3 separate regions of the Sus scrofa genome follow, and regions 2 and 3 are each linked to region 1. Evidence: chromatin contacts called from public HiChIP or PLAC-seq data. All regions are on one chromosome and are shown on one strand. The core of a region is the stretch at or near the end of the contact, and the rest is flanking DNA. Distances in the headings are between cores, read along the strand shown.

Evidence for each region. HiChIP or PLAC-seq counts read pairs in DNA pulled down with a chosen protein or histone mark.
Region 2: a contact with region 1 is called in an H3K27ac HiChIP or PLAC-seq map of skeletal muscle. The contact joins the enhancer-like site here to the promoter of COG3 in region 1. A contact is called at or near these places in 11 of 47 Hi-C or Micro-C datasets (alveolar macrophages, brain, embryonic fibroblasts and 5 more) and 2 of 2 datasets of contacts at active chromatin or transcription factors (alveolar macrophages and skeletal muscle).
Region 3: an H3K27ac HiChIP or PLAC-seq map of alveolar macrophages shows a contact between it and region 1. The contact joins the promoter of TPT1 here to the promoter of COG3 in region 1. A contact is called at or near these places in 2 of 5 promoter capture datasets (fetal liver and liver), 14 of 47 Hi-C or Micro-C datasets (alveolar macrophages, blood, brain and 8 more) and 2 of 2 datasets of contacts at active chromatin or transcription factors (alveolar macrophages and skeletal muscle).

Annotation. Positions count from the first base shown.
Region 1 is chr11:21,825,422-21,828,268 of Sscrofa11.1, forward strand. It overlaps COG3 (conserved oligomeric Golgi complex subunit 3), which reads right to left and starts at 1,505. Exons shown (of 22, transcript XR_002336675.1): 1 at 1,166-1,505.
Region 2 is chr11:21,907,434-21,910,163 of Sscrofa11.1, forward strand. No RefSeq gene overlaps it. Among named protein-coding and RNA genes, the nearest start is that of TPT1, 20 kb to the right of the region's middle. Within about 2 kb of position 1,393, at least 40 of the 83 cell types and tissues checked have an H3K27ac peak or open chromatin away from gene starts, as enhancers often do. A contact at or near this core is called in alveolar macrophages, embryonic fibroblasts, liver and 3 more, where this site is marked.
Region 3 is chr11:21,927,444-21,930,545 of Sscrofa11.1, forward strand. It overlaps TPT1 (tumor protein, translationally-controlled 1), which reads left to right and starts at 1,851. Exons shown (of 6, transcript NM_214373.1): 1 at 1,851-1,970; 2 at 2,249-2,322; 3 at 2,828-3,018. The coding sequence starts at 1,943.

The DNA of each region.
Region 1 (2,847 bases), core at 255-2,754:
TTTGGTAAGAGACCAAATCAATTACAAACAGACTGGAATATTTATAGAGCAAACAACTTCCATTACCCAGGGCATAAAAGACTGTGATAGCCACACCAAAGCAAATTTCCACCTGCTTCCTCATTTATTTCAAACCCACGTCTACCATAAAATCCCTGAGGTGGACAGAGAAACCCAAGAAAAGAACACCTGCATTTTCCGGCAGAGCATGCAACAGAGAAAGTGGCAAGAACTTTCAAACCAAAGTTCTTAATCTCTAGAGTGCCAGGGCAGGAAAAAAAAAAAGTTAAAGTCTCTATTCAATCTGCCTTTGGTCACAATTCCAAATTGTATAAAAAGAATGCTTCCAACATCCAAAGTAACCATCAGTGGCTAATAAAATAATCTCCCTAAACCCGGTCCTCAAAATAAGAAAAAGTTTTTCAAATAACTGACAATTCATAAAACGTACTACTTGCTATTATTAACTAACTGAACTGAATTCCACAAGCAGTGATAATACATAAGATCTCAAAGGTAACCAGAATTTTAAAAGTTAACATAAAAACTAGCATTATCTAATAATGTACTGACCCAACTTTCAAAGAAAAATTTTTATTGCTTTGCTCTAAGTCAAATATAAATCGGCTCTCCCATTAACCTGTACTCGATCGAGAGCTCACTGCTCAGTGTGCGATGAATGAAACTCACCAGGGATCAACTTTGGTCTCCCCAAGTACCCCTACGGAAAAAGGACGCTAGGCTATTCATTAAGGTGGTTAAATGAATACCCACAGGAGTCTGTCCTGAAGCAAAGCACTTGGGGTTCAGCGCCTTCTCCTTCCGAGAGGCGGTGGGCAGCAGGACCATGTCTCGCTGACACCAGGGACACCGGGGGCAAGAAGCCAGGGCAAGGTTCGGGGCCAACTGTCCCACGTTCAGCGCCACTAGCCACTGGACACCCCCCACTGCCGTCTCCGCGCCAGAGGGGAGAGGTCGGCAGTCCGGAGCGGCACGAGGCCTGACAGCCCAGGAAGGTGAAGGGGCCTCTCCCACCAGAGCTGCCACCGTGACCCGGGAGGAGAGGAGAGACCCTGGACAGGGGTCTCAAGGCCGGGGTCTGCAAGGCCGGGGTCCACCGGCGCGGCAGCGGAGCAGAGCAGCCAGCTCCAGACCGTCACCTCACCTCGGTCGGCACGGGCAGGTCCTCGGCCGCCGCCTTCAGCTCCAGCACCGAGTCTGTCTGCCGGTCCGTCAGCGGCGCCGTAGTGTCCAGTCTTCCATCCCAGAGGGCCAGCTTCTCCCGTGCATCCCGCTCCGCTGCCGCCTCTGGCAGCAGCAGCAGCGCCGCCTCCGCCATCGCTGCCCCCCCTGCGGCCCGCAGCAGCAGCAGCAGCAGGGAGGTGGGGACCCCAACAGAGAGAGGCCCGGGCCACTTCCGGGAGAGCCAGGCCTTCCAGCAGGGCACCGGCGCCGGGGCGGGGCGAGCCAGAACACCCCTGACCCCGGAAGCGCTTCCCCCCTCTGCGTGGGCGGGACTGAGGCCAGGACCGACGTGGCTTTACACGGGGTACAAGCATTTCCGGTTGGAATGTAAACTGAGAAGATGACGAACATAGGCCCTGGCGGAAAAAGAAATGCCCCTACCGGAAGTCTCCTCCTCAAAATAAATAACTTTATTGTTACGTGTTCTTTTTGACAACTGTGCTTAGTAACCCTGAGGGCACCAGTTTTCTTTGGTTCTGGGATCTAATGCTGCTCTCTGCTCACAGCCTAATAGCCTGGCTTGAGTGTGTATATGCTGATTTCCATATTAATATATTAACAATTTCCACAACTTCTCCAACATCCAATGATTCTGCTGTTAGAAACTTAATTTATGAAAACACACAAAACCTCAAAGGTTTGGAGCTCCTGTGTTGGCTCAACCAGACTGGGATCCATGAGCACGCGGGTTCAATCCCCGGCCTTGCTCAGTGGGTTAAGTATCCCGAGTTGCCATGGGCTGTGGTGTGGGTCACAAATGCAGCTATTAGAAGGGCAGGGAAGAAGGAAGCATATGGCAATTCTAAGGTATAAAACACTCACGTTGGGAGTTCCCTGGTAGCCTAGTAGTTAAGGACTGGCGTTATCACTGCTGTGGCTCAGGTTCAGTTCCTGGTCCAGGAACTTTTGCATGCCTCAGATGTGGCACAATTCACACTGATGATTCTGGAACTATATATATACATATATATATATATATATATGTATATATACACACATATATATTTTAAGTATATGAAATGAAAACACATTTAAAAAATCATTCACAGGCTCTGGTTTAAGAAATTCCTGCTGGGGAGTTCCTGTCGTGGCTCAGCGGTGATGATCCCTGGCCCTGTTCAGTGAGTTAAGGATCCCTCGTTGCTATGAGCTGTGTAGGTTGCAGACACAGCTCGGACCCCGAGTGGCTGTGGCTGTGGCTGGTAGCTGCAGCTCTTATTTGACCTCTAACCTGGGAATATTCATATGCTGCAGGCGAGGCCCTAAAAAAAGAAATACAAGAAAAAAAAAAGGAATTCTTGCTGGGGGTTCCCTTGTGGCTCAGTGGGTCAGAATTGTCTCTGGGAAATACCTGCTGCCCTAAAGGCATAGATAGAGGTGAACTTCCCCATTACCTGTTATAAATGTCTGAAACTCCACGTTCCAGAGCCATATCTTTGCTGCTTAAGCCTTTTTAGCCGCTAATGTCTTAGAATAGACCCCTGGAAACGGAAGGATGCCTGAGGGACAAGAGGCAGGGATGGGAACAGAAAGCAGAGGAGGTGGAGACAGACATCCCAAGATCTCCTTCCAGTGGGTACTTCAGTCTCACCCTGGTCAGCC
Region 2 (2,730 bases), core at 143-2,642, 82 kb after region 1:
TAAGATGAGGATTACAGGAGACATGTGCCTAAGCTTCTGGAGCATGCCAGGCAACTTAACGATGGCATTTGTTATTACTACTATCATTCCTCTTTTGTTGCAAGACTGATCTGTTGGAAACGCAATAAAAATGGCCCTCCATTATCATTCCTGAAATAGGAAGGCAGGAAGCGTTCATTTCTTTTCTCTGGAGGACAAAGGCAAGATGCAAAAGCTTCACCACAAAACTTCCAGAGGCAGCACTGACCCAGGCTTTGTGCTCACCAGCTGTGTGACCTTGGGTAAGTCTCTCAACCTTTCTGAATCTGCTGCCCCATCTGAAACATATCGGGGTTCCCTAAATGCTGCACAAGATTCCTGCTGACGTCTAGAACCACAGTCCTTTATCTCCCCATAGGGTTGTTCTTGTCCGCCCTCTGGAGGAAAAGTGATTAAACCAAAGGCAGGCACAGACAGAAGTGGCCTGGAGGTTCCAGAGCTAAATATTACAGTCAGTTCCCAAATGATTGGATTGCTGGGTTCCCTCCTCCCTCTGGATGGAGAGACACAGGAAGGTACCGAACGCCTCTTCTGCCTTTGATTCAGATTAGAGATGATCTCACTTTGAACACGTATTAACATCTTTACACCTGGATATCCTTTCACCCTTAAAATAACCGTACAAGGCATCCCAGCTCCATCTTTACTATCTCCATTTTACCGGGCGGGGTGGGGGGAGCGCCCAGAAAGGTCACAGCTAAAATGCAACAGGGTTGGGGATGGAAACCGGATTTGTCACTTCCTCCCCCGCTTCTCCCCTTCGGCTTCCCAAGTTGGCCCTGGGGAATTTCCATCAATGGGTCCCCAAATCTCTCGATCATCAAAATCACTTGGGAATATCTTCAAAAGGGTCTAGAGCCCGCCCAGGTCCTGCTGAACAAGAATCTTTGGGAGGTTCCATCCAGAAATCAGTATTTTGCAAAAATCTCTCCAGATCCCAGTGATACGCAGCCGGGACTCGGAAACCACTGCTTGTTACTGGCCGCCTAGAGCTTAGAAAACCTCCGGAGAACTTGCTAACAGTTGTCACAGCCGTCATTTAGAACGTCATTCTACTCTCGCCCCGCCCCTCCCTCGGGGCTGCGCCTGCGCCCGCGACAGCCGTGTCTCCGCAGCGCCCTCTGCCGGACACGCGGTTAAACCTAAAGTGCCACCATCTCCCTTCAGGAGGGTGTAGACAGGCGCGAGCCGCAGTTCCCCACCCATGATTACTAATACTCGCTGACCAAGAAGATGCGTAACAATCATATTCTATTTATGAATGGACAAATGAATTGAGAATTTGTTTTTAGTCAGAACAGCGCTAGCCACAAGCATTTGGCAGGGAGTGAGGGGGGAGGTGGGTACATACCTGGGTTATTCGGTAGTTTGGGGCACCCGTGGGTAAAAAGTTGCTTCTGTAGTAGTTGCCCGGACTTGATTCATTTACTCATTCAATCTTCCCAACAATATTTTATTGAATGCCTGGTAAATCCCAAGCACTCTTCCAGTACAAAACAAGGCCAAAAAAAGAAGGGGAAAAGAAAAAAAAAACAAAAACAAAATACCTCTCCCCTCATGAAGTTCATAGTTTAGGGATGGAGGCAGGTATTAAGCAAATAAACAAAGCATAAATACCTACTTACAAATGATGTGGCTGCTCTGAAGAAAAGAACTAGTTTGTGAGACCCTTATTCTAGGAAGGATGGTCAAGGAAGTTCTCTGGAGCTGATTTGAACTGAGAAGGAATAAGCCACACAAGGCAGAGAGAGGATTCCAGATGGCTTAAGGCATTCTCTTTTGAGGCACTCGCCAGGAGCACCCTAGGGCTGGGCTGGGGCGTGACCTGAGATGAGGTATCTCTCTCTGAGGATAGTCAGTAGCCAACCTAGGATTTGGGGGGTTTTTTCCTAAGCTGAAAATTGGATGACTTTTCTTAGTCTGTCATCAACCTTTTTTTTATTTCCCTCTGGAAGGTCAAGGAATGCACTCAAGTCTGGAAGTTACTGAAACTGTAAAGTGGCCAGTTTTTTTCTTTCTTTCTTTCTAAGGGCCGCACCCACAACATATGAAGGCTCCCTGGCTAGGGGCCAAATTGGAGCTGTAGCTGCTGGACTCCCTAAACCACAAGCACAATTAGAGCAACGCCAGATCCGAGTCACGTCTGCAACCTACACCACAGCTCGGGGCAACGCCAGATCCCAAACCCACTGAGGGAGGCCAGGGATGGATCCAACCTGCATCCTCATGGACACTAGTTGGATTTGCTTCCGCTGAGCCATGAGGGGAACTCTGCTGACCCAGGATTTAAACCCCTGGCCAGTCCCGCTTCACCCAGCCTCAGGGTTCTACACTGCGTCGGGCATTGATGAGGAGCTCGTTCCATTCTAAGTACGATGAGCTAGCTCTGCAAGCTTTTAAGCAGTGGTTCTGAGTGTCTCCGTCTCCCAAGACTGTGCTAAATGGATAATGATGGCTGGGAGGCGAGGGTGGGAAGATGAGGCGGAAGACGGGTCAGTTGTTCAGGCGGGGCTGAGGGTGGCTCAGACTGGCGGCAGCCGTGGAGAATGGGGAGAAGGACAGAATGTGGAAGTGGCAGCACTGGGGACAGATGGGCGTGGGGTGTGGGAGGGGAAACCCAAGCTCTGGAAGCTGGATCATGGACTTTGACTGAGCTGAGAGGGAGCACGTTTAGGAGAGTGAGGAGAACAG
Region 3 (3,102 bases), core at 601-3,100, 100 kb after region 1:
TGAGTGAACCCGCGACCTCATGGTTCCTAATCAGATTCATTTCCACTGCGCCACGATGGGAACTCCAAACCTAGGGTGCTTTGATTTTAACTTTAGTACTCTCTTTCACAGGGCTGTTTATAAAACTTGAGAAAAAGTTTTGACTGAACAAACCTGGAGAAAAGTAGCAGCAATAACGTTTGACAGTAATGTATGGGTGATGGGAATATTTCTGAATAATTGGAAAATGTTGAAGTTGAGGAAAATCATTAAATTGTGATATGCCTGGGATAATAATCTGTTCCACTCCCACATCCAGAAACCACCTGGTGGACCACCTCTCAGAAGATATCCACTTGCTTTCAGATCCCCTTCATCCCACTTTCAGCTTCCTCGCAGTTACCCAGTGTCTCCTAGGGTGTCCAGTGCAGCCCTAGACGTCATCTCCCAAGAGGGTCCCATTTCCTGGCTCTTTTGCATTATGATTCTTCCATCATCTCAATTCAGTGTCCTGTGCCCTGTTCCTTCACAGGGGGTGCCCTGTCTTACCCTGGGGAATGCTTTATTGTTGAATCAGGGAAAAACCATTAATGTGCTATAATTGGCCAATTCTTTGATTTACTAGAACAAAATTTTCTGTGAGGGTAGGACTGGATTTAACCTGTTCACAGTTGAGACCTCTGAGCAAAACCCCCCGCTAAGGACAGAGTGGAGCACAAATACATTCGTGGTATGGAACAAGTTCTCCGGTTGCATACTGGCATAAATCTTTGCCTGAAAGGGCATTTTTAAAGTATCTCATAATTAGGTCCAAAGTCCAAATAAAACTTGGGCAGGTGGGGAGCTCCTTTTCCTTTTAATGTTTAACCCTCTGGCACCTGGCATATAATTTCGATCTTAAAGTGACAACATACCCTCTTTTTCAAACGACCTAATTCAAGACCAAGTGCAAACAGAAAAGGTGAAGATTCTAAACCTGTGTTAGGAACCGCAAACTTTCACATACAGGACCAAGCCGAGAGATGGGAAAACTGTGTAAACTCCCGCGACACTTTCCTCCCCCCTCAAGTCTTTTCCTACACACATCCCCCACGATTATTCCGAAGGGGCAGGAGGGACGACCTGGGTCCCACAACCCGGACTCAGCCCTGCCCCCACAAAAGCGTCCGAAAACTCGATGTAGGGGGAGAGCCCTAGGAGAAAACGCTGAAAAGTTCTCCGAGACCCCAGAACTCACAGGAGGCGGGTCATAAACCCAGCCCCCCTGCCATCATCCCCGGGGACAGAGTCGCGGTCTCCCAAAGCCTCAAAGGGACCCTACGTAAATGCAAAGTCCTTCCCAACAGCTGACACTTTGGTTCCCAGAAAGGGTGGGAGCTTGCGCCGGGCGAGGCCTGAGGCGGAAACTTGAAGCCCCACCCAGACCCAGCACCTTCGAGGGCAACCCTGGCGTAGGGAGGGGCAGAGCCCCAGGCACCACTTCCACCACTCAGCGCCCGGAAGCCCTTCCCTCCTCGCAGCCCCCCGCACGCTCCTCCCCCCACCCGCTCCCGCATTTCCCTCTGCCCCGCCCCCCGCCGCACCTCCTTCCCTGCGTCGCCCATCCTTGTCCCTCCCGACTTCTCCCCCCTAGGAAGCCCCGAGGGCCCAGCGTGGGGCACGGCTTTGCAGCCCAAGGCCAAGTCCCCGGATGTCCTCCTCCCCTCCCCACCCCCGGCTCGCGCTGTGGCCCCACCCCACGCGCCGCTCTGCGTGCCACGTCACCGCTTACGGCGCTTCCGGAGGCGCAGCGGGCGATGACGTAGGGGGACGTGCCCTCTATATGAGGTTGGGGAGCGGCAGAGTCGGCCTTTTCCGCCCGCTCCCCCCTCCCCCCGAGCGCCGCTCCGGCTGCACCGCGCTCGCTCTGAGCTCCCGGTTCCTGCTAAGCTAGCGCCGCCGTCGTCTCCCTCCAGCCGCCATCATGATCATCTACCGGGACCTCATCAGCCGTGAGTGGGGACTGCACTCTTCCCCACTGCCGCGCGAAGGGGATGGGGGTCTGGTGGGGGGCGGGGAGACGGCCGCCGCCGCCGCCGCCGCCGTCCTGGGCCTGGGGGACGCCGGCGCCCTCCCGGGAGCGAGGAAGGTCGGTGCTTGGCGCGCGCCCTGGGGTTTCGAGCGCCGGGGAAGGGCGGGGGTCGCGTGCGGCGGGCGGGGCGGCGCGGGAAATGGCGCCGGCTCGGGCTTCAGGCGCACGGTTGACTGGCGGGTTTGTGTTCTCGGGCAGATGATGAGATGTTTTCCGACATCTACAAGATCCGGGAGATCGCGGACGGGCTGTGTCTGGAGGTGGAGGGGAAGGTGAGTCGGGCCGGGTCGCGGCGAGGAGGAGGCAAGGCCAGGCAGGCTCGGGTTTCCGCCGCTCCCCCGCCCGAGGTTGTGCAATCCTCTCCGTTGCCTCCTGGCGGAGGAGACGCTCTTTCCGGGCTCGGGTTTTTCTAGAAAAGTGGAGGCGGAGCTGAGTCTGGAAATAGGTCCGCCACTTGGGCGCCCATCCTCCCAGGCGGTCCCGGACAGGTTGTCTCCTGTTTGGGAGCCCGAAGCCCTCAGCGGTTGCCCTTTTCAACCCGACTGTCCACGCAAAACTTCCACTCGTTGTAAACAACCCCCTTCTCGTGCTGGTCAACAAAGAATTGTTAGGGTGTTTTAGGAAATCGAGGGGTCATAAATTTTTTCCCCATGTTTTCAGCAAGAAACAAGAATCTTTAGTGGAAGGCTGATGGGATGTATGAGCTGCTTAAATTGTTTTGATGCCTTTGTGGTAAGGTCGAGGATGTGTTAGCAACTAAACTTTTCCTTAACGCAGATGGTCAGTAGGACAGAGGGTAACATTGATGACTCGCTCATTGGTGGAAATGCCTCCGCTGAAGGGCCCGAGGGCGAAGGTACCGAAAGCACAGTAATCACTGGTGTCGATATTGTCATGAACCATCACCTGCAGGAAACCAGCTTCACAAAGGAAGCCTACAAGAAGTACATCAAAGATTATATGAAGTCGTAAGTGATCTTGGCACATTCCGTTGATGTCTGGAATCCTGTAGGATTTAGGGATCTTCTAACTATGGAGATTTTTTTAGCAAG